Linked DNA regions of Mus musculus: regions 1 and 2 are each linked to region 3. The links are chromatin contacts, called in public Hi-C maps. All regions are on one chromosome and are shown on one strand. The core of a region is the stretch at or near the end of the contact, and the rest is flanking DNA. Distances in the headings are between cores, read along the strand shown. Region 1 overlaps Lyst (lysosomal trafficking regulator). Region 2 overlaps Lyst (lysosomal trafficking regulator). Region 3 has its middle 74 kb from the start of Lyst.

Region 1 (4,488 bases), core at 412-2,911, 220 kb before region 3:
TTTTTTCCACCCATACTCTAGGTTACAGTATGCACAACCATACCTGGTCTATGTGGTACATGTTAGGCAAGCACAACACCAATTAACCATAGCCCTAACCCCAGAGTGTTTTATTTCTCTTATTTCCTTATAAAATCATTCTGATTTTAATTACATTTTTCAATGAATTGCTTTTTACTATTACTTTTTAATGAGTGCAACTTTTACAAACAGAAAAAAATTGTGTAATGAAGTTAAAATACATATTAAAATAATTTTAATAGTTAAAAAACATAGTTTCCTATATGTACCCAGTCCTCGGTCCTATAAAATTTTAGAAGTCCCCAAGCTCACCTAGAAATAAAATTATAGATTTAATGACAGGAATCTCTCCTATCTGAGAAATCAGGTTTCAAGTCTTAGAAAAGCTACCTTTACTCCTGGAAAATTATAACTCTATTGCATACCCTTCCAAATATGTGAGAAATGATCTGCTGTTTACCTTCACGGTTCACTAAGAACTCAGGAAGATAGAAAAACTCTGGAATCAGCTCCTTCACATCAGTCATGGACTCAAAGGAGGAGAGGCGCCAAGTTGTGTTTGTAGAATGAAATGTTCGGTCTGGAATGTCGAAACTCTGATCTACAAAGAAATTCCAATAATATAATAAAGACACAAAGACCATATTCCACTTGAAGCTTCCCGTAGCACTTGTTGCTTCAAAAATGATAAAAGTAATGGTCCTTTGGTTTATTTAAAGGATTATTCAAATATTTGAAATCACATTATTTTCAACTGCATTATGCTTCCATCATACCTCTAATAGAATTTCTATCATCTACTTGCCTAAATGACTACTGCCTTCTACTTAGTTAGAATGAAACTTTCACAAAAGCAGGAGTCCACTCATACCCAGCACATAATGGACACATAATAATGACCTTGTTATTAAATGAATGTATAATTTAAAGAGAGAAAATTATGGGTTGAGGAGATGGCTTAGGTGGCAAAGTACCTTTTACCAAAGCACAAGGACAAAAGTCTGATCCCAAGCGTGCATGTAAAAGCCAGGTAGGTGGGTAGCTGTGTGTCTGTCTCCCCAGCAGTGGGGTGGTCTATGTGTGAGCTCAGTGGCCATGCAGTTGAGCAGACAGAATGTGTCCTAGGTTTAGTAAAAAAATCCCATTTCAAAAGATAAACTGGGGAAGCAGTTGAGGACATCTGTTGGTGATCTGTAGCCTTCACAAGCAGACACGTTCTTGCGTGCAGCTGGACACCCATACCTATACACCCATAAGGGAAAAGAGACAGGACGAAAAGGAGAATAGTAGATACCAAGACTATCTACTATTTAGATATTTGTTTTTTCTAAAGAGTAGGGCCACTGCTTTCAATAATGAAACTTTTAGTGTACAAAATAATGTTTCATTATTATACTCTCATGCATTATTTCACTCTAATTTTCTTGTATTTGTTTCTCCTATCATCTCCACCTTTCCTTCCTCATTTCCACTGCTGCCCACCCTCATGGTTGCCTCCACATAGGCCGTCTTCGGCTTTCATGTTTTATGTGTGTGTGTTAACACATTAGATTCTGCATGGGAAAGACAACATGCTATTTATTGTCTTCATTTGTTTCTCCTCCACTTCCCTTCAGGCCACTTGCTCCCCTTACTTAGTTCCCTTTTACTCCTAACCACATACACAACACGCAATACTGACACGGCTTTTCAGATGCAGCAATACCATTAACTAAACTCAATCATTAACTAAAAAGTTTAGCAGTATAAAACTGAGTATACTCACTTCAGTTCATTTTCTTTCCTGGTATAGACTATTAATGACAAAGAATTGAATTTTGTCCCCATATCTTTTCTGTGAACACAATCACAGGTTGGGAATATTAAGTGACATTCAAAGGCGATTGCTGAGAACAGGAGCTGTGTGTATGGTTCTGAGGGACTCTGTTGTGTTGCCTAAAGTACTTGCTGGAGTCTGAGCGTGTCCTCTGGTGTAGACACTGTCACAGACTAATCTCAGCACCAAGTACAGCAATGTCAAAAGAATCAGCTCATCTCTTTCTCCAAGCTCACCTGCTCTGCTGAGCTACAGTTTCCATTATTTTTATCACTTTTCCATCTACTATACTGAGCCAGTTAGCACTTGGCTGACCGCTAAATTAAATCTGAGGAAAAATAAAATTCATAGTTTTTTTTTTTCCAGAAAGTAAGAAAATCAGGGCATCATAAGGTAGATGCTGTTAAATGTTCTAGAACACACAGGGCAACACTTTAGACAAAAAGTTATATAGCTTAAAGTAACAATAGTGCCAAGGTTTAGAATTCTTGAACTAACTCATTAGGTTAAGAAAAAAAATCAAAAGCCAGCATAAAACTAATGAAATTGAAATAAATGAGGATTAAGGTAATGTTAAGGTTTAAAATTAACCTATTCACAAATATTCAATGAAGATATAGTCATGGCAGTGCACACTTATAATATCAGCACTTGGGAGTTGGAGGTCAGGAATCCAAAACCAATCTCAGCTACACTACAAGTTTAAAGCCCACCTTGCTACAGGACACTGGGTTTCAAAACAACAACAGTGTAACTACTTGATGAAGAAAAGGCAATATTGTATATGAATCTACTCCTAACAGCAATAAAATAAAGATTGAAGGTTGACTGGGAATTTCATATTGATGCATTCTTGGGCTACACTGGAAGAAGTGGTTTTAGTTGGAGGGATATTAATAGCACTGCAGTGTTTTAAACTACATTAAAATATTCTGTTTTCGCTTCCACCTGGTCCTTGCTGCTGGGGCAGACCCATAGTTGGTCTGCTTCCATGAAGACTTCATAGCCCAACCCACGCTAGAGGACCCACTACACTCAGAGCAGTTGAGGATCAGCTGCACTCAGAGCAGTTGGACAACAGCTTGACTGTTCCATGGAAGACCCAACAGTCTGAAGGTGTACCACGAGATCTACTGCAGCCAAGGTAACAGATAAGCAGCTTTTCTGCCCCTGTGAAGAGCCCCCAGTTAGAAGGCCCCACATGTGGTCTGATACAACCAGGGCTGCAAGCCTACCAGGAGACCTGAAGCAACCCAAGTAAAAAAGAGGCAGACTCTATACAGTCACCCAGACTACCAAACACCAGGGATATCTAGATGGGGAAAAGCAAGCACAAGACCATAAGCAACAGAAGCCAAAATACATGGGCATCATCAGAACCCAGTTCTCTCACCACAGCAAGCCCTGAATACACCAACACACCTGAAAATCAGGAATATGCCCTAAAATTCTATCTCATGAAGATAATAGAGTCCTTTAAGGAGGATATCAATAACTCACTGAAAGAAATACAGGAAAACACGGGTAAACAGGTGAAGGAGTTGAATAAAGTGATCCAAGAAATAAAAGAAGAAACAATAAAGAAAACACAAATGAAGGAAAACCTGGAAATAAAAAACCTAGGAAAGAGGTCAGGAATTACAGATGTAAGTATTACCAACAGAATACAAGAAATAGAAGAGAGAATCTCAGGTGTAGAAGATACAGTAGAAGAGATTGACACAACTGTCAAAGAAAATTCAAAACATAAAAAAACTCCTAACCCAAAACACCCAGGAAATTCAAGACACAATGAAAAGACCAAATCTAAGGATAATCAGAATAGAGGAGATTCCCAGCTCAAAGGACCTGAAAATGTTTTCAACAAAATCATAGAAGAAAACTTCCCCAACCTAAAGAAAGAGATGGACATAAAGGTATAAGAAACATCAATAAATGGGACCAGAAAAGAAAATCTTCTCATCACAAAATTATCAAAACACTAAGTACACAGAGCAAAGAAAGAATATTAAAGCTGCAAGGAAAAAAGGCCAAGTAACATACAAAGGTAGACCTATCAAAATTACACCAGACTTCTCAACAGAGACTATGAAAGCCAGAAGAGCCTGGTCAGAGTTCATGCAGACTCTAAGAGAAGACAAATGCCAGCCCAGGCTACTATACCCAGCAAAACTCTCAATCAACATAGATGGAGAAAACAAAATATTCCAGGACAAAACCAAATTCAAACAGTATCTATCTACCAACCCAGCCTTACACAGATTCCTGGAAGGAAAAATCCAACACAGGGAAGATACCTGCACCAAAGAAAGGACAAGATATTAAGTATCTCACAACAAAGTAAAAAACAGAGAGCCACAAGCACATAAAACCACCTACAAAACCAAACATATCAAGAACCAACAGTCATCTCTCTTTAATATCTCTCAATATTAATAGACTCAACTCACCTATAAAAAGAAATAAGCTAACAGACTGGATATGCAAACAAGATCCAGCATTTTGCTGCATACAAGAAACACACCTCAACAACAAAGAGAGGCACTATCTCTGAGTAAAAGGATGGAAAAAAAGTCTTCCAAGCAAATGGTCTAAGTAAACAAGCAGGAGTTGCTAACCTAATATCCAATAAAATAGACTTTCAACTAAAA
Region 2 (4,399 bases), core at 460-2,959, 130 kb before region 3:
GGCCCCTTCGCCCTGTGATAGGGAAAAAGGAGAACAAGAAAACAGAACAAGAATAAAAGTGTTGTGCCCTTAAGGACACAAGGAGAGAGTACTGTTTGAGTAAAACCAGCTAGATAGAGAAACACTGTCCCATAGGCGTTACTGTCCTTATTGCATGGCGTAACAATGGTTGTACTGGTTTAGGGAACATGGAGAGCATCTTCTGTCTGCCTACGAGCCATGAAACCAAGACTGCCAGTATGACTGTTTTCAGCAAGACTTCTCCAGTCACGTCTGCTGGAGGTGTAGGCACCTGATTTGGCATATTTTGCTATCTCTGTACTGCTAGATAGAATCCACGTGCTGCTGATAATTGTTCTTTTAATTTTTTCTGTAATGATGTCTAATAACAGATTGTTATTATAAATATTATTTGATAATTTCTTAAATAATGATATATTTGCTAAGAGTTGAGAATAATCAATACCGAAAGATAAAAGTGCCACTGTGGGGATCAGCCCACACTTGGATCATCAATGCTTTGGACCCCAGTGAAATCAAATGAATACAGCCGTCTTCTATGAGTCTGTCACCAGGATTGATGGATTCTGTAACTTCTGGTCTATCACCTTCTGTGAGAAAAAATGTTAGAATCATCAACAAAATAGTTCATAAAAACTTTATGGAAAAGTAAATTTTAAAGAAAACAATGTATGTTGGTTTATTTGTAACAGATCATTTACACCAAAGGCTGAAACCTGTTCTAAACAACTGTATTTAAAGGTTACATGTTAGCCTCAAAAGAACACAGTGGGTTAAAAAAAAAAACCCAAATCAAAAAAACTCCAGTGTTTTAAAAGTTATTAAATGCTTTAAACTACAAGGCCTGAGGGTGCTAAAGGACCATCGTCAGCCACACTCCATACCAAGGTTCTGCTTTTGTTGGATTGGGTCACTCTAACACAACTGACCATGGCCCAGGGAGCACATGCCATCAACAGATGCCTTGCACTAAAAAAATTGTTACAAAGGCACGATCTATAATATTATTAATACTCTTCTTAGAAAAGCTGCACTGCTCAAATGATCATTATTTAAGGTAGTGAACAACCTTGAAATAAACATGCTAAGTGATGCCAAACCCTGAATCACAGTTTGTCTCCGCTGAGAGAAGTGTTTATGGCTGTGAGCTAGCTGCTTACCCCTCCCAATGGCATCTTACTACTTAAATCTTGAGTTGCCTCTATATTCCCATTATCTGTGACAGCAATGGCAGGTGGAATATGTGTGATAAGCTATTTGTTACTATGATGTGACTTTATGTTAAACTAAGCTAAGATGTACTAAAATAAACAGTGCATGTCCAAAAGCTCAGACTTTTAAAAAAGAGGAACATTATCAATTATTAGGGTATAAAAATATTAGCCACCATTTTTAACAGGTTAAAAAAATACACAGCCAGTTTTTAAGACTACTTCCTCTAGCTGCTATATGACTTAAGAAACTGTTGATTGCTTAAAAAAGAAGAGAACAAAAACAAAATTCAATTTCAATACATCCTAACAGCAGTTCTTCAGTTACAGATGAACTCTGTTCTAACTTTGGACTGTTACATATAAATGATCAGGGACAGTAACTAGAAGGGGCCATTGGTGTAAGACACAGAAGGAGAACTTAAAATAAAAATGGCCATAGGGTTTTATTTATAACTATCTAGTATCAGAAGCCACACTAACACAGTCATGGGACTGCTAACTTCAACAGCTGTTGCAGAAACAGAGCATCCCCACTTCCCTATCTAAAGTTTAGAGACAATGAAGATTTCAAGGCTGTTTGAAAACTCAGGCTTTGGTAATTCAGTAGTGAAGTAGGATCTTTAAGGTGAATAACATTTAAAGAATACATTAAAATACTGCCAGATATGCTTAAAACTCAGGCAAACAGCTATTTGAAGAATCTTAGTATATAGATCAGACCCTGCCATCATACCTGCTCCTTCAAAACTGCTGTCTTCCAGAACTGATGGTTTGTTTCTTTTCTTTACTCTTTTTCCCCTTTCTGCAGCACTCTCGGATTCATGGATGTATTCCACATTAAACCACAGAGAAACACTAAATCCTTCTGACAGGTGTGGCCAGCAGTTCTGTCCCAGCAACGGCAGGTGGATTGGGGCTATATGCCAAGAGGAAAGCAGCCTATAGGGAAAACTCTCTCTATCAGCCTCTTTCTTGCCTCGGGAAATCCGTGCTCTTCTCAATAAGCCTAAGGCTTTACTGTTAAGAATCCCAGGAGGTTTCTGTGATAAGACACCATTGCTTAAACTCGGGGTATGCAGGAAAGGAAAGGTCAGACACTGTGAAGGGCTCATAGTAAAATCACTTTCAACAATTTTGTGAATACCAAGGAGAAGAATTTCCTAGAGAAAAAGAAAAGCAAGAAGAAGTTTACAATCTTATAACCCAGATACATAATAACCTAAAACTTCAGGTTATAAGAAAAAATACAAACATACCTATGTATAATAGATTTAATTCTTATGCAATTTCTCAATAAATTTGGTTTAAATGTTGGCATTTATGTTATAAATCTACTATTTATGAGTAGCTTTTAAGTATTATAAGTGAAATACATTAATTATATGAGGAACTATTTCTATAAAACAAGGTTATCACTTCCTGTGGTATTTCTCTCAAAACTATTTTTAAGATTTATTTTTATTTTTAAAGTGTGCACATGTGAGTGTGTGCCTGCCTGCCCGCCTGCCTGCACAGGTGCCTGAAAAGGCCAGGAAGTAGGCTCAGATCCCTTGGAGCTGTAGTTGCAGGGGTTTGTAAGCTGCCCTGCATAGCGACTGGGATCTGAACTCAGGTCTGCATGACTGAGCAGCAAGCACTCTAACCACTGAGGCATCTTTCCAGTCCTATAACTCAAGTATTTTCAAATGACGAATACAACCTTACAAATTCTCCAGATTCCTAAATGATATTATACAATGATCAATTACATAAATTTGAATGTTCACACTCAATTAACAATAACAATTTCGTAATTATATAACAACAGTAATAACTATTATTATTGTTTCACTTGTTTTTCCCCCTGGCCAAGAAAAATTTCTTTCATTTGATTTTGGTGAATTGAGGTAATGTTTTACGGTTTTACTCATCATAATTATAAGTTTTTTGTTTAAATGGAATACAAAAAAGGTAAAAGATGTAATATTAAAATGTACACTTAATTTAAAAAAGAAATAATCTATCATACAGCCAATCTCTCAAATGACCCACACTGGTATTCACAGAGCTTCCATGGGGACTGGAGACTGAGGTGGGTGGTGAGGCGGGCAGTGGAGGACAGAGCTATTGTTCATCCTTCTTCACACAGCCTCGAGGTTTTGTGATTCATTTGTAGACTCTTCCAATCAAGACTGCTTTACAAAAATGGGTTCCCTGCTAAGAGCCATTAGGCTATAGCATTGGGAAGTAGAATACTCAACTAAAGAACAGATAATGATTCTTTAGAGAAAGGAAACATCTGGGATGGTTGTTGCGATTCATAATTAAATTTTCTTTAGTAATTAAAATCACAGCATTTCTCAAGCACAAAGGCTGGAGTTGACATAGGGCTAAAGGCATCTTGTTAATCCAAATCAAAGTAAAATCAAGATATATACAGATACTATAGCTGAATATGTCAAACATAAAACATGGTACTGGGCTAAATAGTAATTACAATAGCAAGAGCTGATGGTTCACAAATTAGTGAAAATACATTATATTAAGGAATTAGTGAAAATATAAAAATTCTAGCATAATTACTGTACAAGGAGATTTCTCCAGAAATATTCTCAAAAGAAGAGTTAAGTCTTCTGAACACGTTCTTGAGCTCATCAAAGATACCAAGAGATCCACCAGTACTCTCTGGCATGCTAAAGTTGAAAAAGAAGAATAAAATTAAAGGAAGAGAATAATCAAATTTCATTTAAAGAAGTACAAAACTATAATCATATACTGAATGATTATAAACAACAGTTAGTAATCACAAAAACTGCTGAAGAAATAGCAAGATAACTAAAGGTAGATGAACTAACACTAATAAAACGGCAATTGTTCAGGTTATAACTACTATATCTTACATGGAACTTAAGTGACAGACGTAAAATAGAAAAGATTATATAAATATCACAAGCTGTATTGTTTGATCATTTTCATCTACTAGAGAGTTTAGCATAAAGTATAAGCAATGGTACACTAATTCATAAAAACTCCATAAAGTAATAATTATTATAATAGATTGTTTTAACAGTGTTTCAAGTATATTTGTTCATGTATGTTTCTGCTGCTCCTCACTCCAAAACAGAAAACATAAATTATTCTCTATAAAGCAGACATGACAAAAACAATACTGCTGTAAAACCTGA
Region 3 (4,323 bases), core at 959-3,458:
TATCACATTGTGAAGTATTGGGGTTAAAGCCATGCCTATCTTTTTGGCAGGCTACAATTCAACCCAAGGCAAATGTTAAGGGGTTAAAATGGCATTTTATGAGTAGGGATGATGACTCTGTGGTTAAAAGAGCTTCCAGAGGATGAGAGGCCAGTTCCCAGCACCCATATTGGTAGGTTCACAATCACCTAATTCCAGTTCTAGGGGATTTTATGCCCTCTTCTGGCCTCTGTGAGTACTGTGTATATAGACAGACAGACAGACAGACAGACACACACACACACACACACAAATGCATAAACATTTTAAATTTATTGTTGAAAAATATGTGGTATTTTACATTTATTATAAAACTGTTCTGTTGGTTGCCCCCAGCACCCCAGCACGTGGGAGGAGAAAGCAGGAGGGCCTGGAGGTCAGGGTCATCCTCAGCCACACAGAGATCCAGGAGGGATGGGCTGCAGGAGAGCCTAGTCAAATAAACTAACGTAATTAATCAGTTACTATTGGACTTGAACACAAAATTCATGTAGACTTGTAAAGACAAACTATGAAGTGCTCCATCAATCTCTGGCTTGGGTAGGCTCAAACACACACACACACAGTGTCCTCGATGCAATGCAGTACTTTGCCCCAAGACTGTCCTCCAGCTGGAGGCTACCATCATATTGACCACAAAAGAGGAAACAGTCAGAAGGGAACCAATGGTCTTGAAAGACTCCCAGAGGAGCCCCTCGCTCAGGCCTCAGGACAATAGCAGACATCCAAGAACTCACGATAGACCGAGCTTGTTGCAAACCACATGAGGCTTTATTGGGGAAAGCCAGAGCTCTGGGGACAACTCATATCCCACGCTGGGGTAGAGGAGTCGACCTCGAGGGGAAAGAGGTCCCAGTTTTTATAGGCCCTCGGGAAGAAAGGAGAAGTGGGGGGAGTAGGGGATTCCAGAACTAAACAATGTCTATTCTCAAGAAATGGGTATGGGAGGGGTACAAGGAAAGAGTCTGGTGCAGGTGCAGCAACTCAGGATTGGCCGGGCTGTGGTTGCTGGGGAGATTTTCTGACTCTTTCTCAGCCACCAATATCACAAACACCTGGCAATGGGCTTCATCAGTGGGCACACACATGAGTCAAGGAATGGTCAAAACATTGGCAGACACACAGATTCAAGGAGTGGCCAGAGCATTGTGCACCTCTATTTTTCTAAATCAGTGAAGCTAGTTCTGCTAACACTGACATCTATCTTGCCAATGGGCTTCTGTGACCTTTTACATTCTGTCAGGATCTTTCAGTCTCAACAAAAAACAAAAAATAACTTCATTTGGTTCAGTCAAAGCAACCAGAAGGTTAGAGGTTTCTACGAGCTGAAGAATCATCACAAAAGGCCCTCTGCACTGTCACCATCAAATGATGGTCCTACCTAATACTAAGAACACCGGCAGTCTGGGCTAGGAATGGAGTTCAGTGGTAGAGTGTTTGCCGAGCATGCACAAGGACTCAGGTTCAATTCCTAGTATACAACTGGTGACACCTGAGTGTGCTCTCAAGTGACACTTGAGACTTACAGCCTATTTTTCTTTCTGGCTTTGTTGACCCAGTTTCACTACTTTGAAGAACATGTTGTATTTATAAGATGCTAACGTGTGTTTCTAGTGCCAGTCTCCGAAGGTCTCATACTCGTCCGGGCCAAGCCATTTTATTTCTAGCAAGCTTCATTCAAATTCTTGTTCACTGTTAAAGGTGACTTCCCACGGGAGTGGCCACTTTTGATAAAAGTTTATCCCTTTTAAACTTCTTCCAGAGTTTAACCCCCACTGTGAGGCATGGAGCAGTTTCAGAATAACTAACTCCACCTTTATGTTTTACAGGTCGGCCTTTGGGAGGTGACCAGCATGAGTTAAGGTCATCTTGTGATGCTTCGTGCATTGAGCGGCTCTGACCTCTTGTGGTCACATTTGGAACTGCGTTGGCAAACCAGCGAGATTTCAACTGAGAGGCTAGCTAGGCTGAAAACAGGCTGAATGCTCTCTATGCTCATCGGTGCCCCTCTTGAGAGGCAAGTGTCCAAGAAGCCATTCTCAAAGTTCTCGAGCTTTCTGGCACTTCCATGTCTTAATTTCTGTGCCATCTTAACAAGGATCACTTTGTAGATGTCCCTCTTTCTTGCTAAACTCCTCTAAGATTTTGGCTGTGGCCTTTGAGCTCCACACCCTGGTGAAAGAGGAAATGAACAGAGATAGTTTTGCTACTAAAGGATCCTTAACCTCCCCTTCAGAACTGTGATCTTCAGATGGGTTTGTTCGAGAAGCCTCTAAAAATCGCACGGATGGGGCTGTAGCTCCGTTGGTAGTTAGTTACCTAGCATTCACGAAACTGTGGTTGGATCCCCAGCGCCAGGATCGCACAAAGCCCAGGCTGACCTTGAACTCACTGTGTAGCCAAGGATGGCCTTGAACTTCTGATCCTTCTGCCTCCACCTCCGAAGTGCTTGGATTACAGGATTCGGAGCTAAGAGCTAAGGGTCAAACCCAGGGCTCCACACACATGCTAGCTAGTCAAGCTTACATCCCCCACACCAAACAAAACAAGAAGACCAGAGTTCGATCCCCAGAATCCATGTTTTTAAAATAAGCTGGCCATGGGGGTTGGGAGTCGGGGGAGCCGGCCTGTTGGGGTTGCAGAGGTAGCTCAGCATTTAGGAGCACTAGCTGTTCTTCCAGAGGACCCTGGTTCAGTTCCCTGTTCCCACATGGTAGCTCACAGCTGTCTGCAGCTTCAAGTCCATGAGATCTGGCACCTTCACATACATGCAGGCAGAACACCAATGCACATAAATTTAAAATAAATATATTATTAGTATAATAAATAATAATATAATATAACAATATAATGTAAATAATAATAAAAGTTTGTGCACGCTTTTAATCCCAGCACTTGGGAGGCAGAAGCAAGGCCAGTCTGGTCTACAAATTAAGTTCCAGAACAGCCAGGGTTACACAGAGAAACCCTGTCTCACAAGAGAGAGGGGGTGGGTGGGGAGAAAGAAAAGAGTGACAGGTCATCTGCAAAGTCCCTTCCTGACAGGATCCTAAGGAAAGCCTCATAGTCTTCATAGGACTAGTCAGCTGCGACAATGCCCAGACCAGTATTTTGCCCTTTTTAGGTAACTAGGAAATTTGGCTTTGCAGTAAAACAAAACAACTTTATTGCAATATAAATATAATATAATAAATATGCAAAGCTCATAAGGCTGTACATGACAATTTTTAAATTATAGTAAAATATTGTTATGTAATATATAAACATGTATACATATTGTATACATGTATGTACTACAGAACTGGTGCCATGGCACAGGCCTTAATCCCAGAACTGGGAGATGAGGCAGAAAAATTGTGAGTTTGAGGCTAGCCTGAGCTACACGATGAGCTCTTAACAAAGTAATTAAACAAAAGAGAATATATAATTCAAAAGTTTCCCTTGTAGCTATTTTAAGTGCATACTTCAGTGTCATTAACTACATTTTAAAAATGATGCAGCCCTCCCCAACCTATTTCCTAAAGCTTTTTATCACCTCGAAGACTCTAATTATTAATAATTCCATTCTTCCTCCCTCTACCTTCTGGTGACTTAAAATCTACTTCCAGTTTTGTTTTGTTTTAATTTGCCTATTCTAAGTTCCTCAAGTAAGTGGAATGATCTAATACCTGTCCCTTAGCCACTGGTCTGTTTGTCACCGCACAATGTCCTGGAGGTTTGCCCATGCTGTTGCATGTAGCAGAACTTCCATTTGTTTTCACAGCCAGGCTGTATGTATGTGCAGTATCTGCAGATAACATGTCTCATATGTTGGCAGACCTGTGAGTCATTTCCACTTTTCAGCCTCCATGAAGAATGCAACAAGGAAGATTTGTTTGCTCGTGTCTGTTCCAGCCCTCCTTTCAGCTCTTTGGACACAGCTTGAAGTGGGATGGATGGCTGGATCGTGTGGTCAGTCCCGGATTTTGTCTCCCATGGGACCTATACCATGTTATATTCCTGCCAGCAATGTACAAAGACTTCATTTCCCCATATCTTTCTTGGCAGTTCCCTTTTTAAAAATAGCCTTCTGGATATGAGATGGCGTCAAGTTTTGGGATTAATTTGCATTACTTTAATGACTAATGATAAGGACATTTCTTTCTGAGCTGGGGTCACACCCAGGGTCTCGTGCGTGCTAAGCAATCGCTGTACCTCTGAGCAGCATCCCAAGCCTTGAGCATCTTTCCATGTGCTTATTGACCAATGGTATATCTTCATTACTGGAATACTTATTCAGATCCA

What was found. A called contact is a pair of places that touch in the nucleus more often than the background predicts.
Region 1: a contact with region 3 is called in a Hi-C map of bone marrow-derived macrophages, with 27 read pairs. The contact joins two enhancer-like sites. A contact is called at or near these places in 3 of 484 Hi-C or Micro-C datasets (the HPC-7 cell line, bone marrow-derived macrophages and myeloid progenitors), 1 of 115 datasets of contacts at active chromatin or transcription factors (acute myeloid leukemia) and 1 of 9 other capture datasets (adipose tissue).
Region 2: a Hi-C map of bone marrow-derived macrophages shows a contact between it and region 3, with 54 read pairs. The contact joins two enhancer-like sites. A contact is called at or near these places in 2 of 39 promoter capture datasets (the 3T3-L1 cell line and liver), 5 of 15 datasets of contacts at CTCF or cohesin (CD8 T cells, the G1E-ER4 cell line, the NIH/3T3 cell line and 2 more), 23 of 484 Hi-C or Micro-C datasets (the G1E-ER4 cell line, the HPC-7 cell line, bone marrow and 13 more), 5 of 115 datasets of contacts at active chromatin or transcription factors (the HPC-7 cell line, acute myeloid leukemia, double positive thymocytes and 2 more) and 3 of 9 other capture datasets (adipose tissue, embryonic stem cells and pancreatic islet).

Annotation. Positions count from the first base shown.
Region 1 is chr13:13,736,599-13,741,086 of GRCm38.p6, reverse strand. It overlaps Lyst (lysosomal trafficking regulator), which reads right to left. Exons shown (of 53, transcript NM_010748.2): 43 at 482-622. Among named protein-coding and RNA genes, the nearest start is that of Gng4, 45 kb to the left of the region's middle. Within about 2 kb of position 1,661, at least 4 of the 459 cell types and tissues checked have an H3K27ac peak or open chromatin away from gene starts, as enhancers often do. A contact at or near this core is called in bone marrow-derived macrophages, where this site is marked.
Region 2 is chr13:13,646,536-13,650,934 of GRCm38.p6, reverse strand. Lyst (lysosomal trafficking regulator) reads right to left here. Exons shown (of 53, transcript NM_010748.2): 11 at 3,798-3,907; 12 at 1,969-2,395; 13 at 467-611. Among named protein-coding and RNA genes, the nearest start is that of Gm30836, 58 kb to the right of the region's middle. Within about 2 kb of position 1,709, at least 5 of the 459 cell types and tissues checked have an H3K27ac peak or open chromatin away from gene starts, as enhancers often do. A contact at or near this core is called in bone marrow-derived macrophages, where this site is marked.
Region 3 is chr13:13,514,681-13,519,003 of GRCm38.p6, reverse strand. No RefSeq gene overlaps it. Among named protein-coding and RNA genes, the nearest start is that of Lyst, 74 kb to the left of the region's middle. Within about 2 kb of position 2,208, at least 89 of the 459 cell types and tissues checked have an H3K27ac peak or open chromatin away from gene starts, as enhancers often do. A contact at or near this core is called in bone marrow-derived macrophages, where this site is marked.